4 separate regions of the Rattus norvegicus genome follow, and regions 2, 3 and 4 are each linked to region 1. A link is a contact called in public Hi-C data. All regions are on one chromosome and are shown on one strand. Each heading gives the region's core, a stretch centred on a gene start, on an enhancer-like site or on the middle of the called end of the contact. The rest is flanking DNA. Distances are from core to core; before and after follow the strand shown. Region 1 holds the start of Zfp326 (zinc finger protein 326). Region 2 holds the start of Lrrc8c (leucine rich repeat containing 8 VRAC subunit C). Region 3 holds the start of Lrrc8b (leucine rich repeat containing 8 VRAC subunit B). Region 4 overlaps Lrrc8b (leucine rich repeat containing 8 VRAC subunit B).

Region 1 (3,025 bases), core at 45-2,544:
AGGTAGTGGCCGCGCAAATGGAAAAGGCAGGGGCGGACTTAAGATATTTTAGGTGGCAATATGATGATCAAAGGCTCCATTTGTGTGTGGATTGGAAGTGGGAGGCTGGAGGAGCAGTATTAGTGGGCGGTTGCGCGTGGTGAACTGCCGGAAGAATCCGAGAATAAGCAGGTCTGAGAAGGGAAATTGTGAGTTCGGTTTTCAACACGTTCAGCCCAGGTGAACAGAAAACGTGTGGGAGGGGAGAAGAGAAGGAATCAGGGAAAGGGTGGAGAACCGGATGAGTCAAGGAGGGTGGAGGAGGAAGACGATGAGCAGGACACAAGGCCGTGCCCAGATTTCCGTGCCCAGATTTGGGGCTACTGTGGTACACCTTGCTGTGCTTCCCGTTTTATTTCCTGCTTCCTCCGAACGGGATTTAGCAAATGGGTTGAACCCCGAAAAAGTGCTTAGAATTTGACTTCTGGCTTCCTATCTGGTAACCAATTTGTTGTCACCGCCATTTGCTCTGTGAAAACAGAAAGAAAATTAAGTTATTTAAAACTGTGGTTCAAGACCAAAATAGTCTTCCCATAGTGTTCCTGAGTGAATACCTTTGTGTCTGCTCCAACACGATTTTTTTTTTCTTTTTTTTCGGAGCTGGGGACCGAACCCAGGGCCTGCAAGCGCTCTACCACTGAGCTAAATCCCCCAACCCCTCCAACACATTTTTTAAAGTGGAATAATCTCTGTCTCTCTGTCTGTCTCCCTCTCTCTTTCACTGTCCTTGGAGCTGTGGACTACTTTCTTCCTGCCAAATCTTTCCCATCTGCGAACTTTCACAGCTGTTTTACACCTTAAACCCCAGCAGTGGCTAGCAGCCTGTCTGGGGATAGTCTCATGATCGTTTCGTATTTGGCAATCTGGGCTCCTGTGCACGCCCCACACTTCTGTGTGTGTCAGAGGAAGGAACTCCATAAGAACTTGGAATCTCTCCTCCACACTCCTCCAGCCAACAGAAGCCAAAGGTCGCCATGTGATTTGGTGAGTTCGTGCAAGAGAAAGAAAAGTACTCCCTCCTGGACCCCGTCGCTCTTGCCAGGCTCCAACATGGCCGGCCAAACGGAGTCCTTCCAGAACATCCCTCTCCAGCCTTCCGCGCTCCCGTTTCACCTTCCGTCCGCCGCGCTCCCCAGGGTCAGGACCCAGGAGCCAGACAACCGCCTCGCTTCCCGACCCCCACGCGAGACCCGCCCACCGCCTCGCGTCCGCCAATCGAAGGCCGTTCTGAGGCGACTGGCAGGCCCGTCCGGCCCCGCCCCCAGCCTCGCTGTGGCCTGCGGCTTCCCGGCCAGTAGCGCCGCTGTCGGTCGCGCGGGCCGATCGTGTGGACACCGTCGTGTCGCGGGCGCTTGCCTCGGGCCACAGCGCAGCGCCGGGACCGTCATCCCCGCGGCGTCGAGCATGGACTTCGAGGACGGTGAGCGGCGCGCGGGGCGGGCCGCCGCGGCGGGCGGGCGGGAGGGCGGCGGGCGGCCTGCGCCGGGGGTCTGTTTACCGCCTCAAGATGGCCGTGTGGCTTTGTTCTGTGGGCCGCGCGGCGGCCGCGGGCCGGGGCGGGAGCCCCGTGGTCCCGGAGCCGCACGCGAGGGTGCGGCCGACGGGAGCCTTGCTCCCTAGGGGGTCGGCCTCTCTGCGAGCCCCGCGGCCTCGCCCGCGGCCGCCTGCAACTTCCCGGCCTGGCCGAGCGGTGACCCAGCTCACGGGGCCCTCGGGGCAGCGACCCGGTGGCGGGTGGAGCCGGTCCTCACCGCGTTGCCCCGGGCTCTGGAATCTTGCTCGACACAGGCTGCCTCGGGCTCATGCGGTGCTTCTCTGTGAGGCGAGTAAAAAGGGCGTCCCTAAGCTTAGTTCCATCGAGGTGGGCTTCGCTTCCCTCAGAAGCAAAATCTGCAAGTTATTACCACGTAGCAGACCGGGCTGTTTGATATCTCACCTGCTTTACCTGCTTGTGAATACCTCATCTGAAACAGTTCCTTGACAGTAGTGCATCTTTATTTAAAGGATGGCGGTGGTGGGGCTTGTGTATGGATGCTGCCTAAGTTAGAATTCTGGCACGGCGAGCCCCAGATGCCCTTCACGTTCAGCTAGATCGGTGCACAGCACTCCTAGTTGGACTTGCTGATTAAATAAACCGATTTGTAAGGTTGCTTTTCAGACCTCTCTGCACTAGTTCTTACAGCCGTTCTGCCCAGGGCGGTGAAGTACAGTTAATTTGACATCTTCAGACCTTGCTCAACTTTTATAGGAATCAGTGTCACGATAAAGCGATCTATAGTAGTGACAGTGTTAGGAGACAGTTTAGGATTAAACTGGGTGTAATCTCCAGGAACTAGGTATTTCTAAATAAAACCGGTCCATTTCTTGTTATGGAAGCCTCTGCCTCCACCAGAAATGGACTTTGACACTGAATAAGGTGTGATTTTAGCATATGTTGTATTGCATGAACTTCTGATTTTTGATTTGCTACAAGAAGTTAAGGTTGTTAAGTGTAAGTATAGGAGAAAGAATCACCCCTTTCGGAGTACTTTTCAGTCGCTTTGAAGTAGTTTAGCTCTTCGGAATAGCTTGTGCTTTTAGTACTGGACTGTGACTCATTCTGATGTAGGTGACTCTAAATTACAACTCTTTGCAATAGCCAGAGTTGACATTGAAAAGAAAAAGTATGTTTTAGACCAAAGTTTGATGACACTACCAACGTATGTGGTGTGCCAGAAGTTAACCTTGTAGTGTGTGTGCAGAGTGAGGGGAGTCAGTCAGTGAGGAAATCCATTTTCTGTAGAGAATTGAAAAAATAGCTGTCAAATTTGGAGTGTTTGCTTTCACTATAATGATAACAAAAATAACAATGTTAGTGATAATCTCTTAACTGCCCATCCCTAGCCACCACTGCTGCAGTTGGGCTGTAGATTTGAGTATGTCTGAGTCTGAACCTGTCGTGTGCCAGGATTTGGTTATATCTAGAAACTCTATTAAATTCTGTTCT
Region 2 (3,408 bases), core at 404-2,903, 330 kb before region 1:
TCTGGGGGCAGAGAGCTGCTGCAGGCCGGGATCCGCGGGTGTGGGACTTCGAGTTACAAGTATTTTTGCATCTATCTGCTGCCTTACAAGTACTTGGATCTCTCCCACCCCTCTCCCTTTCTTAAAGCAAACTACTAAAGCCACTCTCTGCCTTTCCCCCAGAGACACAAACCTCTTCTGCTTCTTCAGTAGAACACCCCACCCTAGGTTGTTGGCTTGTCTAGGTTAATGAGGCTAGTACACTAGTGATTCCCCTAAGGCCCCAAGGGCTTTAAGGTTGCCAACAACTGCTTTGGGAGTAGAGACAGTATAGTATTTTATTCTGTAAGCAGGAAAGAACAGTTAGGAGCCTAAGGGCGGGGGATAGGCATTTCCCCCCCCTCAAGGCCCCCCCTGCTTTTTTTCTTTTTCTTTTCTTTTTTTTAATCGTGGCTTGGGAAATGATTGCCTTCTCTAAACTCATCATACAGGGGCACACAAATTTAGTTAATGGCTGCTGGCTGCCTGTTTCTGTCCGCTGCTCTTCTGTATCTCTCAGACTGCCAGGACAGAGTAATTCTCTATCCACCAAGTGCTCTGAGGACAGCCAGCTGGTTACTGACACTCACTCTCTGATGACTGCTACAGTTATGTTGTCTGCACTCCCCCCCACCCCGCCTCCAATAGGCAAATTTTCTTTTTAGGGAGCCACCAGCTTTCAAGATGCCAGTTTGTGCTTTCGAACTGTAATTGGGCAGAGGGATAGGAGGAGAAACCCACAGCTCAGATCAATGGGTAGGAGAGAACCCCTCCCCTACATCGTCTAAACAACAGGTGGTTTGGGGCACAGGGTTAACTCTTTTGCACAACACACACACACACACACACACACACACACACACACACACACACCATCCCCACCTCTGCCCACACAAAATCGTAGCGGAGTTTTCAGACTGAATGGCACCTGCTGCTCAGAGCCCAGAAGCCCATCTTGCAGGGTCCCTCCTGCTTGCGGGACACCAGGGTTGTCCAGGGGCTTGGGGCTTTGTAAACTATGGACATCGGATAATTTTTTGTTCTCCTCTGTTCCCTTCAGTATATCCCACCGTCCCCTCTCCACCCGCTTCCAGGACCTTTCACTCTCTGGGGAGGGGTGATCTCCATCCTGACCCTCTGGGAGGTCCCAGGAGGGCTATTTTTAGCAGCGGCCGCTCTGCTTCAACTTAGCCCGGGGAGGAGCTGCGGTGTAAGAGCGGATGACCGGCTCACAGAAGCCACCGGCTTTTTGGCATTGTTAGGGTTGCACACAGGAGGCAGAGGACCGCTCTTCCCTGCTGTGCCAGCCAGGTGGGCGGCTCCGAGCAGCGCGACCATCCAGCCGCGTAGAGGCTTGATTTCCCGGTGCGGAACGTGGGGCTCCGCGGCCCGCCCAGCGCAGGCCCGCCAGCCCTAGACGCCTGGTGGTCTCCGCAGAGGAGGAAGTTCCCGGGCACTGCTGCCTGCGTCACAGCGGGGCTGGCACCGCGGCGGCGACTCGGCAGCTGGCGGCGACCCCGGGGCTGGGCGCTGGGCGGCGCTGGCTGCCGCGGGCCAGGCGGCGCGCGGGGCGGCGCTGGAGGCGGCTCCGCTCGCAGGCGGGGAGGCACCGGGGAGGAGGAACAGGGCTGCGGAGCTGGGGCGTTAGCTGCGTCCCGGCTCAGAGCCCGCGAAGAGGACGAGGACCGAGGCGCCGCCGCGTCCCTGGCCGTAGCACTCTGGTCGCGACAAGCCATGAGCAGCGACGCCGCGGTCGCTGGCCGTCGCTGAGCCCAACCCGGACACAGCTCGCCGCGCCCTGGCATCCTGTTTTGCGGACACCCTCGCCCCCAGAGGTAAGGACTGGGGACCCACGGAGGGATGGAGAGGGACAGTCAGCACCCTGCCACTAGGTTCGGTTCTCTGGGCGCGCCCCAGCCTGGACCCTGCCTCATTCGCGTCTCTGCCTCCCCAGAGCTCTGGGACAGGCACAATGTGGTCGCCTGCCCGGCATGTGGTCGGGGTATCCGGCTAACACCAACCCCACCCAGCCCACGCGGGCCCTGGTGTACGCGCCAGGGAGCCCCCAGCCCGGCGACCTGTACAGCCTGGCCGCCGCAGGTTCTGGGTACTGGGGGAGGGGCGCACTAGGAGAAAACGCGGTCGCCGCAGGGATGGCCCGGGCGATTCTCCTTCCCTACCTTCAAAACCCGGGAGATGCTGGGGCCTGGTTTTCCTGCTCTTCTCCCCAACCCCCCTCGCCTCCCTGGAAGAAGCCTGAAGTTACACTTTTTGAGGAAGGAGGGGGAAAAATCGAAGGTCTCCATAGGGATCCAGAGAACAGCAGTCCGCTCACCTGCAGGTCCAGAGGGGCGGGAGGGGGCTGCTCCGCATCCCAGGACCCTGGAGGCTAGGTGTCTAAGCCAGCTCTGCGGCCAGGACCTCTGCCTTCAGCCCAAACGGAGCCTAGCAGGCTCTTGGTTTTCTCTGGTTCCCAGCATAGAGGTGTTTGGGATGGAGTTAGCCCCTAGGGAGCCTTAGGGTGTGCTCTGTAGACGCCAAAGCCTTTCTTTTTCCAGCAGCTAATGCATCCCTCCCCCCACACTTGGCTGTGTACCTCAGATTTCAGTTATTTAAAAACCCTTCGAGTTACCTTTCCTTGCAACGTCTCAGCCCACACCTAGTTTCCCATCCTTATGCGGATGTTTTATTAGAGGGTGAGGGCAAAACTTCACTGAGTTTCCAATTCCTTAAGCATTTTAAACTCACAACAAATTAGTTAGGGAACATTTTTGGGATCCCATCCTCCTTAAAGTGAAAAATAAGACTAATTGATCTTTGTGGGAGTGCCCGGGTTTGGCTGGGAGAGCCTTATTGCCCGTTAGAGGTGCTGTTTCACTTCTTCAGACTGCAGTAGCGAAAGAAGTGTGGCCTTAGCTAACGGTCACATTTCTGCCGAGTATGCAGTGCTTTACTGAAGCCGGGACGAGGATTTAGAGTGGACCAGCATTAAGATGCCACCTTGGTGACAGGGGAAATAAAAGTGATTTTTTTTTAAACCGCTTGTTTCATGGAGTTCTGCAACACTGCCAGCACCAAAGCTTTATACACACTTCTCCTTATTTTCTGATGATTTGTAGAAAGCCACCAAGCCTGGTTTTAACCTGAATTTAATAGACTTTTACTCAGATTTGCATCCCACGAGAGATAGGTAGATAGAGCTATCAGATTAGGTCTACATGTCTCTAGTCTATGATACCTGAATGTCTAAGGATTTAAGACCAACTGGGAGATGTGGGGGAGGGTGATTTGCAAGTACAAACATTTTCTTCTTTTATATTCTAGACAGCAGGTGGGGGCCACCACCTCAGTGTCTGTAAAAGGTGGTACGCATAATTAACCATTTCTCAT
Region 3 (3,066 bases), core at 43-2,542, 440 kb before region 1:
GTGCTCTTAACTGTGGAGCTGTCAGGCCTCAAAATATTTTCAATGTTTACTTCCAGACTCAATGCAACTGCTACTCAGAATGAATTGGACAAAGACGGGCATAGCAGTGACTTCCAGGGTGTTTTGGGCTGGAGTTCTGACCGGTTTCTACTGGACACAGCGCAGTCTTACACACCTCAGCAGTGTGTGGAGGTATTGGGTGCCCAACTGATCAGGTGATCCAAATGCTGTCTTCATTTACTCCTCTGGGGGTGTTTTGTTACCTAGGGATGTGAACACCATAGCAACGAAGAGATACAAATCTTGCTGAATTGAATCCTTGTGCTAGAAATAAACCTGGGCAAAGGCTGAGTTTAAAGAGGAACAGGGAGTATGTGGGGGAGTTAAAGATTCTAGGAGGATGATAGAACTATTAAATCACCCAAAGTTCTGGATTTGTATTAAAAATCTGCTTAACTTGTAAGGCACACTGTTACTCTTCAGATACGAGGCCACTAACCGAAGAAAGCGGGCGGGTTAGGTGGCCATCCACAATGAAATACTAGACTGTTAGGAGGTGTAGTCCTTGTCACCTCACGCTGAAGATAAAAACACTGGAAAGAAAAAGATAGCATTTTGGAGGCCCCAAAGTTGCTTAGTTTGGCACTACGGTAAACCTCCCTCCCCCCACCTCCCCGTGGGCCCTGCAACCTTTCCAGTCACGCGACTTCAAGAACGTTAAAGGGACTTCACTAAGGCAGGCCCTGCGCGGTGCACCCCACCCTTCCTGGTGGAGTAAGTTGTGTCAATAACAAGTTTCTCAGGGGTGCACACGTGAGAAGGCCGGGGTCCTCTGCTGGAGTAGCGCGCCCGGGGAACAGACTTAAGCCCCGGTTCCTGGGTTTCTGGAATGCAGCCCCAGCTCCCGGCGAGGAGTGTGGCTGCCATGCACCGCGGATGCCAGGCTGGGCGAGGGCATCCGGGCGGCCGCATGGCGCTGGCTCCGGGAGGTGGCAGCTGCGCTTTGTGTGCAGCAGGAGGGTGAGTCACGGGGCCCCGAGGTCCGTCCCAAGGCCGGGTGGACTCTGGGGCCGGGTGGCGGAGCGATCCGGGTAAGGGTGGCTCGGAGGCGGCGCTGCGCGTTCTCGGCTCCCGCCTGCGCAGCCGGCGCAGCCTGCGCAGCCCGCGCGCTCCGCTCCTCCTCCGCGCGCGAACTTAGTCAGCGGTTCGCGCCGCCGCGCGCCCATTGGCCGGCCGCGCGCGCCGCGTCACAATGGAGCGGCTCCTGGGCGGCGAGCCGGGCAGCGCCGGGGCTTCCCGCTGAGCCGCAGCCGCCTGCGGAGTGCGGGCGCTGGCCGCTCTGCTCACCCCGGCAGGCCGGGTAGCGCGGGCCCTGGGGGCTCCAGCGCAAAGGTAGGCGGGGACGGCGGGGTCGGCGGGGGAAGGGGGCGCGCAGCAGCAGGTGGGGGCGGCAGGGCAGGTGCGGTTACCTGGTGGCGCCTCACCTGGGTCTCCCGCTGCGGGCAGGTGGCACAGTCACCTGCTAAGCGGCGGCCGCACGGCTCCCACGTTCCCGGGGAAGGGAGGGCGCGGTCCCCTGCCCGCACCTCTCCTGGATGCTGGGGTCATCTGAGGCGAGAGGAGGGGGCGACCGCACCCGGGCGGTGCCTTCGCTGTTCCCGTGGTTGAGCGCGCACCTGTGTGTCCCCGCACCCCACACCCTCCCACACACACTGCAGGGAACCCCCCCCCCTCCACCCGGGTCTCCCCGCAGGTGAGGGCAGCTCGCTCAAGGGGGTCCACATCAGGTCGTCGCCGTTTGCCCCTTGCCCTGGCGCCTCCTGTTGACAGACATTTTATGCTCTTGGTTATTTATCGGCCTACAGCTGCGATTTTACTGTTTGATCTGGAAGGGGTCAACTGGTTTCCATTTAAAGGCTCGGCGGTTCCTCCTCCTAGACTGCAGGTGCTGACAGGTCAGAAGACAAGAGGCTCAGTAATCTGTGTCCTCGACTGACTTCCCAAAGTCCGTAGGTTGCCTGTAGTCACGTGACCTTTGTGGGAGACTTTGATATGTGGTTAGAAAAACTACCACCGGGACCCCTTTGGTCCCTCAACCCCAGGGAACAAACTTAAATTTAAAAGTTAATACCGAGGTGTGGACTTCTTGAATATATCCTCCCTTGTCTGAAAACTTAACAGAAAAAAAAAAAAAACCCTGCTATATAAAGATAAGAGTGAATGTTTAAAATATTGTAAATGTGAGACCGGTTTAGATAATTTGTTCAGTGTATATTAAGAAATTAGAGACTGAGAGTGTTGGTCTGAGGGGCTTAGCGGGGCTTAGCACAGGTGAGGCTGGGGGTTCATTATCCCCCAAAGTGTTACTACTGTTGCGTATGACAATGATAATAGTAACAATAACTGTGTGATTTTCCTGGACAGCTGTGGGTTTTGCCTAAATGTAGGGCTGAGGTATGTATGGGAAAGTGTATGCTACATTGTTGCCAGTACACTCAACATGCTTCCCACTTCCTAAGAAGGCACAGTGTTCTGAGCTGTGGGCGCCAAAGTCACTTTCTGTTGCCCCGAGCCTTCCTAGTGATCAGGTCTGCTCTTGACAAGAATAAGAAACTACAGTTAATCCCCCAGGTAATGGGGCCTGTGTGATTTAAAACCTTAAGCCCTAACATGTCTGGTGCTGCTCTGAGCTAAAAATGGGGCTTGGAGAAGCCGAGTTGTCAATGAGCACACCTTGAGTCATGCTGACTTTCTCATGCCTAGTTCCCCCGTTGGGGGAAATGTAGTCTGCTAGTTAGAAGTGGGTTGACTTCTTTGAAACTCGTGTGTTCTCTGATCAGGAGGTTGTCACAGCATGCACCTCAAATACACGGGTCCACACTGTAAGTGACTGTGTTTAACATGTTGAGATCTGTCTTCAGGCCACTTGGCCTGTCCCCACCACGGTCCCCACTGATGTTATAATTTTCAGAATCCTCAGGATGAAAACATCAACCAGAATTAAGACATAGCTCTAAATAGTAATGTTTGAAAAGGACACCAGGTGACCAGAAATGTTTTCAGATG
Region 4 (3,071 bases), core at 426-2,925, 370 kb before region 1:
TCCTCATCTAGCCACACCTTCCCCGGGAAACTGAATGTGCATATTAAGAAGGCACTGACTTGGGGTGGAACCCGTCCAGATTGGTTTTTAGCCACTCAGTGAGATCATTGTTAAGGAAAGGTGGGGGTTCTCATTTCAGGGGGAGACACGAATATCAAAATACCATCTAATCCCGAAATTCTCGCAGTTCTGTCCGGGAAACAGATATTCGTGGAAATTATAAAGCAGGCATTCATAATGGGCATAAATATTATAATATGAGTAAGATGCCATTTTCTGAGAGCATCACATAGTATATCACTGGAAGGCAAAGTCTGCAAAAACAAACCTGGGGAATAGTCAAAATGAAAGGCAGGGAAGGGACCAGAGTGGAGATCACTCACAGCCTTATAATGCTAACAGTATGTTCATGTCCGTGCTAGGCCTGGACACCATTCTAGAAACTACAGTAGTAGTTGCCTACTACTTGCCTCCCACAAAAGAGGTTCCACATTGCTGCTGTTTCTCTGCAACAATGCCAGTCTTGAGCTCCAAATGTTAACATCAGATTCTCACTTCTTGAACACCGGTCTCTAGATGCGGGGGACCAGGAGACACAAGAATAGGATAGTGTCTGTTTCTCAAGCAGCAAGTGATCTGCTTTTCACCAAGCCAAGAGTAGAGTCCCCAAACCAAAGGAGTCCTCCAGGGCACAAGTGTTCATGGCAAAGCCCCCAGAGCCCTGCATAGGAGGGTAAGAGGGTTTGCATGAAAAACAGCCAGTGTTGTTTTCTTGAATCAATTTTCATCCCAGGATTCCTCGGTGCCTTTAGCATGTGACCACACGCTTTGCCTCTCCAAGAGGAGACTTGATTTACCACATGTATTTGAGCAAGATTCCTTTTTCTTCAGAACTTGTGGGAAGATTGAGCATCCCACAGAACACACCTTAATGAGTACTGTAAAGGGCTAACAGTCCCACATTGTCACACACCAATATAGATGAGCTTTGTGGTCCTCTATCCCAAGAGTCCGGCAGAACAGGGAGTTGATGGAATGGGATGTGCTCAGTATCTTCCTCGGAAGTCTCCGCACCGTGAATCCATTCCACTGCACATGTAGATGTCCTGCTCATCATTCAGGGCAGCATTCAGGGAGAGCTGCTCTCAAGTTGACCAAGTTTGCAGGTTACATGCTATAGTTGACATTACCTCACAGGGCTACATAAATCCTATCATAAATGTGAGGGAACAGGAAGAAGGGCAGACGCTCAGACGTGTGTGTCTGTTGAGGTAACATGTACATGATGTACCTATTCCCTTTCCCATCTTCATGTCTGCTTCTGTTGATTATTGAAAATAAGTTTTTGCCTGCCCTTGGGCGCTCTGAGCATTGCTCATTGATTACAAGTTCTTGAGGACTCTGGGGGGTCATTTATTTCTGATCCGGGACCCAGTAACTACGATTCTCCTGGTCACTGGCTTGTTCTCTTTCATCTATAAGTGCTTTCTCTTTAAGAATCACATCAGGAGTGTTCGCAACCAGTTTGTCCGCCCTCGCTTCAGGAGAGCGTGGTTGTTCACAGAGGTACTGGCCGTGGCTCCATTAAATTTACAAGCAGTGCTATCTATGCCTTCCCTCTGGAGCTGCAGCCGTGTCTTCTGAAGAAAGGGAACAGGATGTGAGTTCATGAATGTACTACCAGAGCCAGTCAAAACCGGTTTCACCTACTTCCTTTCTCCTTGTAGATCGAGATGCTACCAGACGGGCTGTTCCAGTGCAAGAAACTTCAGTGTCTACTCTTGGGAAGAAACAGCCTAACAGATTTGTCCCCTCTGGTTGGGGAGCTGTCAAACCTCACCCACCTGGAACTCATTGGCAACTACCTAGAGACACTGCCTGTGGAGCTGGAAGGGTGTCAGTCCCTGAAACGGAGCTGTCTGATTGTGGAGGACAGCTTGCTTAATTCTCTTCCGCTTCCTGTGACGGAGCGTTTGCAGACTTGCTTAGATAAATGTTAACCTAAAGATCAGACTCAAGGGGAAAAAAAAAAAAAAAAGCGATTCTAAAGCAGGGCCCCAGGAAAAGAGAACGAACTTTCCAAAGTTATAAAGATGAGAGACGGCCTGCAATTATGACACACCATAACCAAAAAATCTTACCAAATGATCCAGGGTCTGAATCAAGTAATAAAAAGATATCAACACTGGGGTTTTGTGAACAACCAATGTTTAAATTATTTGTGAGATGTAAAAAGTATACGTTGAGGGTGGATTGAGAGGCGTCGTCGTGGAAACCTTACCTTTCATGTTTTGTCTTCAGGACTCTGTTTCCACCACTCCCCCTGCCCCCTCAACCCATTACACGTTTGCATACATGTTTTCATGTGACCTTGTAACCTAATATTTAACTCCATGAAGACTCATCAGTATAAACTCCTTGATGTGTGCTCACCACTGGCTTAGATTTATATTGGTCTTTTTTTGTTGTTGTTTTTTTAAGCAGCGTGTATCACACTGGGCAGAATTCCATCTTGGCTGACTTCTCTGCTCCTTTCTCATTTCGTTGGCATCTTCATCTGGGTTTCTCTGATAGTCCTGGGATAGGGCTTACACTTGGCATTTGCCTAGAACGAGAGCCAGGATTTCTAGGACGTGTGATCTGCTGAGCAGCCTAAAAATCAATGCATTCTCGAAATGTCTTCTTGTGTCATCAAGGCCTTCTTTTACTATGTTAAGGATTTTTATATGAAATATAGAATATTTTCTACTGTATGATCTCAGATGCTACATCTGCGAGAATACTTTTTTTTTTTTTTGTAAGCAGTGAACATGTGCATCGTTGTGATAATTTAATGATTCTTGGTTTGGGCTGATTATGATTCCCGTGTTTGTATGCACTCTGCTCCAAAAACTTTTGTACTCTTGCAACTAATTATGGCAACCAATTTGGATGACAAAAGCCTTGTGTTTTGCTCCCTAACATCTTTGAGGGTTTCCTCATGAGAGGACAGGAGGGCCGCTGAATCACCTACCTCTCCTTGCTGCTGTCCAAGCATTTGGGTACAACCCCTCAGTTACTTTAAAACTGTG

Evidence for each region. A called contact is a pair of places that touch in the nucleus more often than the background predicts.
Region 2: a contact with region 1 is called in a Hi-C map of mammary epithelial cells, with 4 times the contacts expected there. The contact joins the promoter of Lrrc8c here to the promoter of Zfp326 in region 1. A contact is called at or near these places in 3 of 12 Hi-C or Micro-C datasets (the A7r5 cell line, Schwann cells and mammary epithelial cells).
Region 3: a Hi-C map of kidney shows a contact between it and region 1, with 5 times the contacts expected there. The contact joins the promoter of Lrrc8b here to the promoter of Zfp326 in region 1. A contact is called at or near these places in 12 of 12 Hi-C or Micro-C datasets (the A7r5 cell line, the Rat2 cell line, Schwann cells and 7 more).
Region 4: a Hi-C map of liver shows a contact between it and region 1, with 2.6 times the contacts expected there. The contact joins the enhancer-like site here to the promoter of Zfp326 in region 1. A contact is called at or near these places in 10 of 12 Hi-C or Micro-C datasets (the A7r5 cell line, the Rat2 cell line, Schwann cells and 6 more).

Annotation. Positions count from the first base shown.
Region 1 is chr14:4,283,528-4,286,552 of GRCr8, reverse strand. Zfp326 (zinc finger protein 326) reads left to right here and starts at 1,294. Exons shown (of 11, transcript XM_039092634.2): 1 at 1,294-1,459. The coding sequence starts at 1,444.
Region 2 is chr14:4,618,259-4,621,666 of GRCr8, reverse strand. Lrrc8c (leucine rich repeat containing 8 VRAC subunit C) reads left to right here and starts at 1,653. Exons shown (of 4, transcript NM_001037179.1): 1 at 1,653-1,853.
Region 3 is chr14:4,719,302-4,722,367 of GRCr8, reverse strand. It overlaps Lrrc8b (leucine rich repeat containing 8 VRAC subunit B), which reads left to right and starts at 1,292. Exons shown (of 5, transcript NM_001107204.3): 1 at 1,292-1,392.
Region 4 is chr14:4,658,270-4,661,340 of GRCr8, reverse strand. Lrrc8b (leucine rich repeat containing 8 VRAC subunit B) reads left to right here. Exons shown (of 5, transcript NM_001107204.3): 5 at 1,728-3,071. The coding sequence ends at 2,000. Among named protein-coding and RNA genes, the nearest start is that of Lrrc8c, 40 kb to the right of the region's middle. Within about 2 kb of position 1,675, at least 34 of the 93 cell types and tissues checked have an H3K27ac peak or open chromatin away from gene starts, as enhancers often do. A contact at or near this core is called in Schwann cells, liver and prefrontal cortex, where this site is marked.